Linked DNA regions of Gossypium hirsutum: all the other regions are linked to region 2. The links are chromatin contacts, called in public Hi-C maps. All regions are on one chromosome and are shown on one strand. The core of a region is the stretch at or near the end of the contact, and the rest is flanking DNA. Distances in the headings are between cores, read along the strand shown. Region 1 has its middle 24 kb from the start of LOC107935674. Region 2 holds the start of LOC107934460 (trihelix transcription factor PTL). Region 3 overlaps LOC107955617. Region 4 holds the start of LOC107952762 (protein LSM12 homolog).

Region 1 (3,302 bases), core at 451-2,950, 710 kb before region 2:
TCAAATAAGAAGATTTTGATGTCACCTTAAGATGAGACATATTGGGATGGAATAATAAGATATGATTGTGATTTTTTTTTTTGTATTTTTTTAAGAATAAAATATATCTATCAAGAAAAATGTGATTGAAAAAAATGTTTACAATACTATATATATACTCCTTCTTGTCCTTTGTGAAGTTGTGGTGAATTAGAGCAAAATTGTTCCATGTGCACTTGAGGGAACAAATTTATTATGGAATTCTTTCAAAGAGTATCCTATGTTATTTCTAAGATAAGCTTGCTTAATTTAATTTCTAGCAAATATTTTTGGTAATTTAATGCAATTCTACAAAAATTAACTCAATTCCATTGCACTAAAGGATTGAATAAAATAATATATTTTGAAAACAACTTCATCTATTATCTAGAGTTTCAATTGATTATTTTTATGTAATAATAAAAATTATTGTGGGATATTATTTTCATTTCAAATCATGTTAAAATTTACTGATGGGATTTGATTTCAAACTTTTACCATTTCTTCATTTAGTTTTTTTTTATTATATAAATTTATTTCCACATAAACAATAAAACAAGCATGCAAATTGGATGTAAATGTAATTTGAAAATAGTATATTGCAAAATCAACTTTTTGAAAACAAAAGCAAAAAGGAGGTACAAAATGCAAATGGTTTCAACTTCAATAAAATCTCAAACCTTCTGCTTCAACAAAACCTCATTATCTATACTAACAATAAATTATTTTCACTCAATTGGATAATACATGCATAAATACAAAAATAAATCTTTTTGAGGATTTTACTCATTTAATTAAAAAATTATCCATTTTTCACAATTTCTTTTATATAAGAATTCGAATTCTAACCCAGACTATCTTAAAATAAACCAACATCTAATTAATAGAATAAAACTTGATATCTCCCACTTCTCATAATTAATCACTCATTTTTCCTAAAAAAAACCTTTTTTTCCCTCTTTAATAAATATTTTTCCCTCAAGATCTAAGATATAATTCTATGCTATTACATCTCCTCCCCTGTTTGTAAGCTTGTAATGGTACCCAAAAACAAAAGAATTTGATTACATGCATTTGCATGTCTAACCAAGTTTAATATATATAAATATGCACTAGATTAGTAACATATATGTTAAAAATATACACATTATGAGATTTATTTAGTGATTTGCACAATAAATAATTTTATTAAAAAAATCAATAATACATTTTAGATTTGATTCAGTTTATATATTTCTTTTTAATCCTTTTAAAATTATTAATTAATTTATTATTGATATGTCTTAATATGCACAGATGAATCCAAAAATTCTTTTAGAGGAGAAATTAAATTATAAATTGAGAATTCAATATATAATTTTATCACATATTTATTTAAATAATTATATTAATTTAATATTATTAATATGATATATAAGTGTTTGAATTTTATTTTACTTATAATTTAATATATATTTCTATTTTGATTTATACATGTTTATGTATTATTATATATTATTTTTAAATATAAATTTATATTCAAAATTAATAATTTGAAAAAGTTTGAATAAAATTGTTGTTAGAAAATAATAGTGAAAGAAAGTGGTTTGACTTAAAAGGGCCGGGGATGGATTGGTGGATGCATAAGGTCCGTCCAAAAACGAGGTAAGGGCACTCTCTGACAGGCGGGTGAGATGAATGAACACGTGTGAAGTGGACAAGCTATAAAATTGGACGTATTATGTGGATGCATGGAATGACGGTGCATTTAGAAGTCACTGTTACCTTTCTTGTCTTCACTCAAAAATGTTTGTAATGCGGCCCCATTTTGATTTCCTAACATTTATGATACTTGGATTGCGTGGTCGGTCGGTTTGTATTTTATTTATTATTTTTAAAGGTTGAAGCCAAACGATATACAAACATATTAGTTAATTTTAAGCCATGTTTTGTTTACGTGAGAATAAAATATCTCATGCTATTTTCTCCAATATAAACAATTCCTCCCATTCTCAAAACGTTCAAATTTTCTATTAGTCCCTATAATTTATGGAAGTTATGAATTTAGTCCCTATACTTTAATTTTATCAATGTTAGTTCATGTAATTTTTGAATTTTAAAATTTTAATCTTCATCAAATGATAATTGTTAAATTTATTAAGTTAAGTTCTTCTGTTTCTAAAACTTGATGCGCCAAACATATTATTGTATGTAATGCTATGTCAGCTTATTATTTCTACATATTACTCACTACAAATTTAGTTAATGGATTAACAACTGACATTTGTGTTAAGACTAAAAATTTCAAATTCAATAAGCATATGGACTTAGAATGATCAAATTGGAGAAAATGGACCAAACCTACAATTGTACACATACTAAAAGATTAGTAATTGAATTTGACCAAACAAAATTAACTGCTTCTATTTGAGTCAAGACTAAAATTTTAAATTTCAAAATTTTAAAAAGTACAAGGGCTACAATCAATCATTTTGAAAAGTACATGTACTAAAAATGATCAAATTAAAATACAAGGACTAAATCCATAAATTTTGAAATGTATAAAGACTAATAGTAAAATTTAATCTTCTCAAAATTTGCTTAAAACAACGGTTAAAACTTTCATCTAACATCTAGATGATACATATATAAATATTGTCACCCCTTGCTGTAATGCCCCAAATTTCTTTAATTTCGGCTTTTGTAATTGTTGAGCATGGAAATAACTGAACAACTGGGTCTGTGTTATTTTTGGCTTTAAACATGTTGGTTTAAGTGGTTATGTGCTCTGGGGTGTGTTTGGGAGGTCTTAAGTTCAAGCTTTAACTTGGGCTAAATTTTGGGTTTTTTTTTATTTGAATAAAGCCTGACTTTAAGTCAGTGGGCTTATAAGGGATTGTTGGTAAAAACCTAACAGAATGGGCTTACTAGTCTAGTGGTTAGATGGCAAGGGATCACGCTTAGGGTCTGGAGTTCGATTCCCTACAATAGCGATGGGATTATTTTTGCTGCAAGTTTTGGCTAATAGTTGGGCTTTATCAGAAATCTGAATTGGGGTTTAGGGATTCTTCATTTCTTTTTAACAAAAGCTCTTGCTCTCTGCCGTTTTCTTTTTCCCAAAACCCCTTTGCTGCCGAAAATTCCCTTCTATTTTTCTTTCTTCCCTTCGTTTTTCTTCTTTTTCGATAAGTTTAGGAGTATTGCTAGCGGTCCTATCAATTTGGTAAGTATCACTTTATCAAGTTACGTGATTTTCTTTGGCAATCGTTTAAAAGGATTTTTGTTTGCTGTTTAGGGGATATTCA
Region 2 (3,238 bases), core at 178-2,677:
TGAAAAATTTATTTATTTATTAAAAACGACCGTGTTTTGAGGTGGTCCAATCACACCCTATTAAAAACGATTGGTGGCGACTTCCAACTTTTCGTTTTCAAAAGTTGATTTCCTGTTTTCAAAAAAATGGTTTCGACACACTTTATATCAAAGGGTTATAAAAATCATATTAAAAGTTATTAAAATTATATCAAAAGCTACCAAATTGAAAGTATGCCAAAGGTTAATACAACTATATCGAATATCATAGGTTATTAAAATTATATTAGTGGTAATGAACATGCTAACAAAGGTTATCCAAACAATAGCGAAAGTCACTAAATAATATCAAATATAGAAAACCTGAATTAAATGTGTTGGTAATAAGGATCAATAGAGGAAGGTGCAGAAATGAATGACAATTGACAAATTCAGCTTAAGAATCTATCAAAATGATGAAGTGTTTAAGGCTTCCAAGCCCCAAAGGGCCCAAAGGTTTTTCTCGCGGTCGAGGAATGGGTTGTGATTGGAATGTTTTGACACTACCCTTGATTTTCGCCCCAATTCAAAAACCAGTTCGATATCGATTTAATTTAATTTTATTATAAAAAATTAATAATTTAAGTTTTTAATTTAAAATTGTTTAATTCAAAATGATTTGGACACAAAATAACTCAAACCTAAAATGATTAGAATCTAGAGTGGCTTGGATTAACAATAATTTGAATAAATAATTTAAAATGATAAATTTAAAAAAATCGGTAAAAATGTATTTTTAGTTTCTTTTAATTTTGAAATCGGACAAATTAGTCCTTCTAAAAAATCTGCGCAATTTAATTCCTATCAATTTTGAATGTGAGAAACTAAGAATAATTAACCATGACGTTAATGTTTTCTATCATTTGTACATAATTTTGATTAGTATAATAATAAATTTAGCCATTAAAATTTACACATTTTGTTAATTTGGTAATAACTTAACAAATTTATCCTGCAACATTTATGTAAATGCTAAATATTGAGACTAAATTTGTTAAATTTTTTAGAACTTAGACTAAATTGACAAAATATATAAACATCGAGAGCTAAAATCGTTTGCAATTGATTAAAGATATTAATACCATAATTAATTATCTTTAATTATTCACTTTTACTTTTAAAATTAACATAAATTAATTTACTCTTATAAATTGAAAAAGAATGAATAAATATTTTTATAAAAAATTTAAAAATTCTTTTACTTAAAATAAGCGGATACAAAATAAATATCAAAATCCAAATTAAGGTACACCCAAATTAACCTGGGTTAGGATTAATAGGCACTCCAACTATGTACAAATGTAGGTAATTTTGGAAAGGATTGTAGCAAAATACGTATATTTGTAGTGTGTGGGACCGTTGGCCTAAGCTTAATTTGGAGATTTTTCGTGGACGACACGATCCGAGTCTGCCGCTTTCTCTCTCTTTCATACACTCTTTCTCTCTATTAAAACCTTTCTCTTTCACTCTTTATTTTTATTTTTTTAGCTTTACTCTACTCTTTCCTTTTCCTTTTCCATTGTTTTTTTTCTTTTTGGGTTCATAAATCGATATGGAAATGGAGGATCATCGTCACCATCAATATGCCATACCCGATCTTAGGCAACTACTCAACGGAAAACCCATCAATTTCCAAGCAATTCCACAGGATACTGAGTTATTCTCCCCCGGCCACCACCGGAATCTGCCGCCACCGCAGCAACCCCACCACCCCTTCGATGTGATGCAAATGGTGGGTAGACATGAGTTCCCTTCTGATTCTACTGGTAATACTAATGCCACTCCCATGGCTGCTGTTGCCACTGTCACTAGTGCTTCCACACTTAGTCCCAGCTGTGGGTTCGACGGTGAAGCCACTGCTTTTGGAGGTGATGGAGGAAATGGAAGGTGGCCGAGACAAGAGACCTTAACACTTCTTGAGATCAGATCTCATCTCGACCCCAAGTTCAAAGAAGCTAATCAAAAGGGTCCTTTGTGGGATGAAGTTTCCAGGTATATACAAATAATATATTTATTCTTCCATGCTCTCCATACCCTAATTCTCTATTTTCTTCCATTCCCAAAGCTAGCAACTTCACTCCATGGATTGTTTCTCCTTTTAAAGATATGAAATGGGGTTCAAACCAGGAACAGTATTACACGAGTTTTCTTCTTTTATTTATTTTTAAAGAAAATAAACGATAGCTGATCATTTCTATAGTCTTCAACTGACTTGCTCTCTTTTTTTCCTTTGAAAATGTGTTGCCTCCATTATTGTGCAAGTTTTTACTGGTTTTTACTATAAAAATGACTAACCTTTTGGATGTTTTAAGTACCCATCTGCAAGTTTTATCCATGAAAAGACGTTTTCATCAGTCCCTTGCCGAAAGACCCATCTTTATTTTTCAATTTTGAATGGTCAAATAAGAGCTTTATCAACATTCATCACATGATATTTCCATGGTCATACAAATTTGAATTAGGGTTCATCTGTTTTCTAATAGGTTTAAAGTTTAATTTATTGCCATTTCCTTCCCTTTTTTGTTGGTGCTGTAGAGTCATGTTTGAGGAACATGGGTACCAAAGGAGTGGGAAAAAATGCAGGGAGAAATTCGAAAACTTGTATAAATATTATAAAAAGACTAAGGAAGGCAAGGCTGGGAGACAGGATGGTAAACACTATCGATTCTTTCGTCAACTTGAAGCTTTATATGGGGATACCAGCAACAACAATGGAGTTTTAGGCCAAGAAACTCCCCTAATCGGCAACAGTTTTCTGTTTCATGGCGCTCAAAATAGCATCAATACTCAAGCAAATCAAGAGATCTATCACTCGCAAAAGCTTTGCAGTGATAGTCTTAGTCTCTCAAGTTCCTCAAAATTCGACACTTGTTCCTCAGATAACAATGATTTAAGCAGTGCAAAGCTGAAAAAGAAAAGGGGTTGCAGAAGCTGGAAAGCCAAGATAAAAGAGTTCATCGACTCGCAAATCGGGAAGCTAATGGAGAGGCAAGAGGCATGGCTTGTGAAACTGACCAAGACGCTCGAGGAAAAGGAGCAAGAGAGGGTTTTAAGGGAAGAACAATGGAGGAAAGAAGCAGCAATAAGAATAGATAGAGAGCATAAGTTTTGGGCTAAAGAGAGAGCATGGATTGAAGCTCGTGATGCTGCTTTAATGGAGGCATTACAGAACCTGGCTGGCAAACAGTTGAAGGCGGCATCATCTGACGGTGAAAACCAT
Region 3 (3,389 bases), core at 468-2,967, 620 kb after region 2:
ATCATATCATATCACAATTTTTTTTACCTAATCTATACCATTTTCGAACTAATAAATCTAATTTTATTATAGTTATCGGAATTTTTTTTTATTATAACTATCATATACTAATTCATTTTAAAACTTCTTCTTATTCTATTATATAGCTCAAAAAAATCTTAATACATAAAATAATTCTCACAACTTTTTTATTATAATATATGTTTTCAACTAATAAAATTAAATTTATTTTAATTATAAAAAAATATTTTAATATAATTTAATATGATTTTTTTAAATTTATTTTAATTATTTTTAAATGTAAATAAATGATATTCTTGTTGGTTCAAAAGTTTTTCCAAAATTGTGCTTTTATATAAATTATAGATTATAGATATGCTAATAACAAAAGTAATCTAATCGTGTATGTTTGTTTTACTATTAATATCACTTAATTAAACCTTATATCCATGTTTAATTAAATTTAATATTTTAAATTGATTATCACTTAATTAGTGTTATATCTAAATTAAATTAAAAATTAAAAATTTTATAATTCTTCAAACAACAATTAAGTTTTGAGCTAAAACCTAAATAAATTTTTTTTCTCCAGCTCCAAATGGAAAAATACAATAATGGACCGGATTATAACTCAAAATTAGGTTCACGGCCCAATCTATATTAAGCTTAACCCGCAAATATAGAATATAATATACAGAGAGAGAGTGATAAAATATTGAAGCAGGCCAATGATGCAACACCCCCGACCGAATACATGAATCAAGAACAACATTACAATTCAGAATTTTTGTAAAAAGAAAAACAGTTCAAAGTTTCAAAAAAAAAATAAAAGATCTGTGACAAAATGTAATGATGAATTGGTATTATTAAATACCTTTTAATATACTTTCAGTCTCTTTTTTTTCAAAGATTCTTTTATAAAGTACGTTATATAGAGAGAAGAGTTTGACATTAAAATCTCTACTTTATGAAGCAAAGCAGGATTAATCTAATAATGGTCATTTAGGTCTTATAAAGATAACTACTTTATGAGGCCTTTGTGGCTAAGCCCAAGCAGACAGCCCAAAGGTTGAGCTTTCATTCTTTCAATGAGACAATGACTAAATAAAAATCATGTTCATTTTTTGTTTTGGGTGGTTTTTATTTATCTAAGTTCTACATTGATGTTTCACTAAAAGCTCATTTTATTATTGTTTTTGGTCGATTATATTAAGATTTTTTTAAAAAATTAATGAGTTACAAGTTGGATAAAATGTGATTGTTCCATATGGATGGAGATGACATTAGGTGTGAGTTGAGTGATTGTTGCTATCTCCAATCAAATCAGTTTAAATAAATTTTTTATATTATTTTTATAAGATTAAATAAAATAAATTAACAATCAAGTGTTAGGTGCGATAGTAAGATAAATTGCATTTCTAAAAAGAGAATATAAATTCGAATTTTGTTGACAATATTATTAAGAGAAATAGCTATAAACTCGGAACATAGACCGTAAAATGAATATGGATGATGTCAATAAATTATTAAATTACAATGTAATAGCCAATTTTGGCCCAAATCATCCAAACAAAATAAAACCCAAATAAATAATAAAGGATCCAGCACATTAATAGTCCACTTACAAATCAACCCAATCACTAACCCAAACCCAGACCAATATCAGACAGCCCAAACAATTAAAACCCAACAAACCCAACAAGCCCAAACCAATCCTAGCCCAAAAACTAAACACCTTCAGCCCAGGGAAACCCTAGGTGTGCCACACCTAGGTCGGTCTGCCCTTAGGCCACCTCGCACGCCGCCTCCTCAAATGCCACCCCCTCCATACGCCTAGCACCTCTCTAACACTTGCAAAATAAAGATCCACACGCAAGACAGAGAGCAATACACAAGCAGTAGAAGAAACCAAGCAAAAAACGACAAAAAATATAAAGTGGATAGTCATCTTAATCGGCTATAAAAGCTCGATTCTTCACATTTGTAATTTTTTATGCGCACGAGTAAATCAAAAAGAAAAAAGCAGAAATTTAACAATGTTGATTTTTTATTTTATTTTAGTTGTTCTTTTCGTTTCCTGTTTTCCTTTTATTTTTATTTATTTATTTTTTTGAACAAATCTATTTCTAAAAAGAGGCATAAAATAAATAAAAGGAAAGAGAAGAAGGTCTCATCGGAATCACCCGTGGTTACGTTACCGGAGGTCTCTCTTCCGTCGTTGGGATCGAAAGGGGGTGAGGATCTCTTCTTTTAGTTCTTTTCGGGTCAAGAAGGCTAGACCTTCGAACTCCTTTTGAAACAGGGCTAAAAGGCCCATTTTGGCGCATCGTCGGCCACCGAATACCGTGGCGGTACAGCGGTCAAACAACGGAAATGAAGGGTTTTCATAACCCTAGCAAAGAGTTGAGAGAAAATGGGGGGTTCTTTGAGTTTTTTAAAAAAAAAAACTGGTAAAAAATGAAATTTTAAAAAAATTTTGACTTAAGTAATAAGAAGTAAACAACGCCATTTTGATATGTGGGTTCAGAGGCCAAAACAACGTTGTCTTCACCTCTGACCCATGACTTGACCCATTTCCCTTGAGGATCCGCGTGTTTTTGTGGTGAATGGGATAATTGCGTGTGAAGTTCCTCCGCTTTTGCGACGTCTTGTAATGTGGCCATTGTTTGCTTTTTTATTTTTTTTAAATTTTTGTCGCGTGTTTTTGTGTTCGTTTCAGTATGGTCCATCACGAAACGCAGCGCATGAGGGCTAGGGATATTTCCCAATCAATCCCTCATTTGTTTCAGCGTGTTTCATCTAGGTCCTCAACAGCCTATTTTCTGTTATTTATAATTTATACCCTAAATTTTAATTCTATTTCAACCTAATCCTTACACTATGTTTGGTTCAATAGAATTGCTATTCCATTACTACACGGTTCAAAACTCTAAAGGAAAACAGTCGTTTGGTTGGCTGAATGCTTAAAACGTCGAATGGGGATTACAGGTTCATTCTAAAAATCGCTGAATAGCCATTCAGGGGAGGAGGTGTCGAATGGCTATTCCAACCTCTCCATCGAATGACCCTTCTTTTCTCCTCCAAAAATACCTTTTCTTAGATTAAATTTTCTCAACGGTTTCAAATTTTGTTTTCTTTTGGTTATTCGACAATCTTAAGTTCAAATCAATCTAAAAGAAAGCAGATCAACTTGAAGCCCAAATCAACTGGATTTTGTTGTAAGTTCAATTCAACTAGGGTTTGTTTTGCATTTTGATTGATGATTTTTTTTTCTGATGATTTGTCCAAGGGGAATTAAAATAGATTCTGCAACTGTTCACGAGGAGATCAATTCATTATTCGAGTCAACTCCTCCTCTCAAAGATTCAGCTAAAATCATAGACAAATTG
Region 4 (3,234 bases), core at 631-3,130, 740 kb after region 2:
TTTCTCAGCTATTCCGGTGGCCAATGTAGCTTTTCGAATTCAGCCATAATGACTGGACTGGGTTTGGGGTGTTACATGACTTGTAAATCTTATCTTAAAGATCCATGACTTATTTTGGACTTTATTAGAATATTCTTAATGTTGATTTCATTGCTACTTTGATGGGGATTGAGATTGTAAATGATCTAGTAGGTTTGCAAGTCAAAATAACATATATTCATAAGACTTATATAAGTTTTTACTAAAAGTTGTTAACACTTCTTATGTTAATTAGTAATTCATTGCTGTGAGTGCATTATTTAAGTAAACAAGTAAGTTACTTCGTTTACAAACTAAGTTGGAGAGAGATCAAAATCATAGGTACAAAAGTGAGATTATTATATCATGCATGAAAGAATTTAGATTACTATTTATATGTGGTTAAAGATAGAGAATATTTTCTCAGGGACAAAACATCCTGGATGTCGTGAAATTTATTTGACTTAGTTTGATGGAAAGCAACAGTCTACATAAGCCTTTACTAATATCATGATTTCACCATGTTTTAATTATAACTTTGATCTTTGGTAAAATCTCAACATCACTACCTTTCTTATTCAAAATGATGCGAATTCTCTTTTCATTTTATTGACCCTTTTATTGATTGTTCTTTACAATCAATTCCATACCTCGATTCAAAGATTTACATTTTAACTTGACTAAAGATATTTTTTGGTGTTTAATTTAACCGGTCAATATAATAAAAATAAAACAGTAGATATTCTCAAGAGTTTAATTATTTATAACTCATAATGGTGTGAATTATAACACCAGAAAAATTTTGATTGATTGAAAAATAATCTCTTTTAAATAAAAACTAAATAAAATTTAAGGCGGTTTATTGTATAAGGAGATGTTTTGTATTTATTTAGATTTTATTTGACATATGTAAATTTGAGTATTTATTTGAAATTCATAATTTTAAACATAAATTTTGGAAAAAAATTATTTGACTTGATGGATGAAGAAAGACGAAGAAAATGAAGAAAGATTTTTTACCCAAATGACATGAAAAAAAATATTTTTTCTCATATGATTTTAATTCGGGAAGGATGTTATAAAATAAAGTGATGGAAATATATTAAGTGTTCTATAAAAATAGCATAAAATATTAAAAAATATGTTATAATAAAATATTAAAAAATGAGATTAACTTTAAATTTAAATCATTTTAAAATATTTAGTTTGTAGATATCAATAAAATAATATAATATCATCAAATTTTAAAAATATACAAATAGTACTATACAATTATCTATATATAACATTTTCTCTAATTTAATTTAATTTTAATTAAATGACATAAAAATAATTAAAATTTTAGAAAAAAAATTATGTCGGAACTATAGCTAATTTTTTTTGAAAAATCTAAAATAAATAATTAAAAATTAAAAGAAGAGATAAAAAATTGAAAATTAAGAAAAAAATAAAAAAAACCTTAGTAGAAAGTTGAAAAATTATAGCCACCACTTCATTATTTGATTAAAAGTTAAAATATATGAAATAGAAAACCATTTAAAATGGAAAAAGAAAACATCAACTGCCTAGAAGCTAAAAACAATTTTTAAAAATTGGTTGAAGAAAATAAAAAAATATTAAATTTTGGAAAAATATTAAAAATAATTAAAATTGTAAAAGAAGAAAAAAGTTGTTTATTATTTTAAAATTTAGTTAAAATTAAATGAAATTAGTAAAAAATATTAGATATAAATGAGTGAATGATAATACTTGGATACTTTTAATGGATAATTTGATAATGTTATAATGATGTCTAAAATTTGTCTAATATAAGTTATTCCTTTAAAGAAATAAATATATAAAAAATTGAGAGGCATAAGTTTTTATTTTTGTTTTGCTTGTGATAAAATGCTCTTAAATATATAGACAAGATGGGAAGAAGCAGATAACAGTAAATGTAATTAGGCCTACTGCAATGAAACCAATAAAGTTTCGGCCCATCTCATTGTTGACTTGTTCTGGTCCTCAAATAAAAAAGGAAAAAGTTCATAAATCAAGCATAACAAGGTGAAGGTGCACTGAGCAGAGGTTAAATAAGGAATGGAAGGTGAGGAATTCGCAGTGGGTTGCTTCCTTTCAATTAAGACAACTTTGGGCGACGAATTTGAAGGTCAAATTATCAGTTTCGACCGCCTCTCCAACATCCTCGTACTTCAGGAGGGTTTGGAATCAGGACCCAGAAGGAACATTCGGCTGCTGAAGGCTAATCACATTAAAGAGTTCTCTTTATTGCGCCAAGATGAAGATCCTCTTGATGTTAAGAAATGTTTTTTAGACCTTACTAGCCTTCAAGCAAGAGAAGATTCTGCTATTAGGTAACTGATTTCCTCATATCTAGGGTTTTGTCTTATTAGAATTTCACTGAGTTGGATATATATATATTTGCTTTTTGCAGGCAAGCTGAGGCTGATTCAGAGAGGTTTGGTGTTGGAGTTACCAGTGAGGCACAGACTCTTTTTGATGCTTTGTCTAAAACGTATGTTCACTTGTCCTTGGACTCTTACTCCTCCTCCTTCTCTTATTTTTCTCTCTTAAGAGTTGGGGAAATGTTGAAGGGATTGTTAAGATTATAGTTATTTTCTCAAGTATACAGGTAGGAAATTGATTCTATATTGTTTTAAGGGATGCATATAAACCTCTTGAAAGCATAAAGATGGTTAATTGTTGTGCGTAAGGGTTGTCCTTTTAAAAAAAAAAGGTTAGTATTAGCAGGGAGACAGAAATTTGGTTGAAATTGTAGGAAAGGAGCGTAGAAGAGCAGTTCTCGGGTCAGGATAAAAGCATTAATGAAGGATATTTAATGCAGGATGGTAAAAATAATAGATGCATTTGTTGTGTCTCACCACATTGTGCTTACTGTTAGATAATCTGCCATAGTATTCACTTGCAGAAATGATAAATGTCCTTAAGAGAAGTATAGTGTTAAGTACCTCTAAGTGTGATGACTTCTAACAGGTTATAATGCAATGACTTAACAATTCATATGTTGCAACTAAGCAGAGTTTATTTTATTTTATTTGACATCAAAATGAACAATGTTAAATGAGGAATTTTTTAAAAAACTTTTATTAATGCGTTGAATATTATTAAGATGCCCCTACTCAATGAATAATTAAGATGGTGCTAAAATTATGAATGTTTAATGCATCTTAGCTAATTTAGGAAGGTTGAGGAGGA

Evidence for each region. A called contact is a pair of places that touch in the nucleus more often than the background predicts.
Region 1: a Hi-C map of leaf shows a contact between it and region 2, with 3 times the contacts expected there. The contact joins the enhancer-like site here to the promoter of LOC107934460 in region 2. A contact is called at or near these places in 2 of 34 Hi-C or Micro-C datasets (both in leaf).
Region 3: a contact with region 2 is called in a Hi-C map of leaf, with 2.6 times the contacts expected there. The contact joins the enhancer-like site here to the promoter of LOC107934460 in region 2. A contact is called at or near these places in 6 of 34 Hi-C or Micro-C datasets (callus, leaf and petal).
Region 4: a Hi-C map of leaf shows a contact between it and region 2, with 3 times the contacts expected there. The contact joins the promoter of LOC107952762 here to the promoter of LOC107934460 in region 2. A contact is called at or near these places in 3 of 34 Hi-C or Micro-C datasets (callus and leaf).

What each region holds. Positions count from the first base shown.
Region 1 is chrA01:56,273,726-56,277,027 of Gossypium_hirsutum_v2.1, forward strand. No RefSeq gene overlaps it. Among protein-coding and RNA genes, the nearest start is that of LOC107935674, 24 kb to the right of the region's middle. Within about 2 kb of position 1,701, at least 3 of the 9 cell types and tissues checked have an H3K27ac peak or open chromatin away from gene starts, as enhancers often do. A contact at or near this core is called in leaf, where this site is marked.
Region 2 is chrA01:56,980,718-56,983,955 of Gossypium_hirsutum_v2.1, forward strand. LOC107934460 (trihelix transcription factor PTL) reads left to right here and starts at 1,428. Exons shown (of 2, transcript XM_016866892.2): 1 at 1,428-2,010; 2 at 2,554-3,238. The coding sequence starts at 1,571.
Region 3 is chrA01:57,597,069-57,600,457 of Gossypium_hirsutum_v2.1, forward strand. It overlaps LOC107955617, which reads left to right. Exons shown (of 6, transcript XM_041087301.1): 2 at 3,197-3,218; 3 at 3,291-3,389. Among protein-coding and RNA genes, the nearest start is that of LOC107955617, 44 kb to the left of the region's middle. Within about 2 kb of position 1,718, at least 2 of the 9 cell types and tissues checked have an H3K27ac peak or open chromatin away from gene starts, as enhancers often do. A contact at or near this core is called in leaf, where this site is marked.
Region 4 is chrA01:57,721,297-57,724,530 of Gossypium_hirsutum_v2.1, forward strand. LOC107952762 (protein LSM12 homolog) reads left to right here and starts at 1,881. Exons shown (of 4, transcript XM_016887929.2): 1 at 1,881-2,372; 2 at 2,453-2,533. The coding sequence starts at 2,098.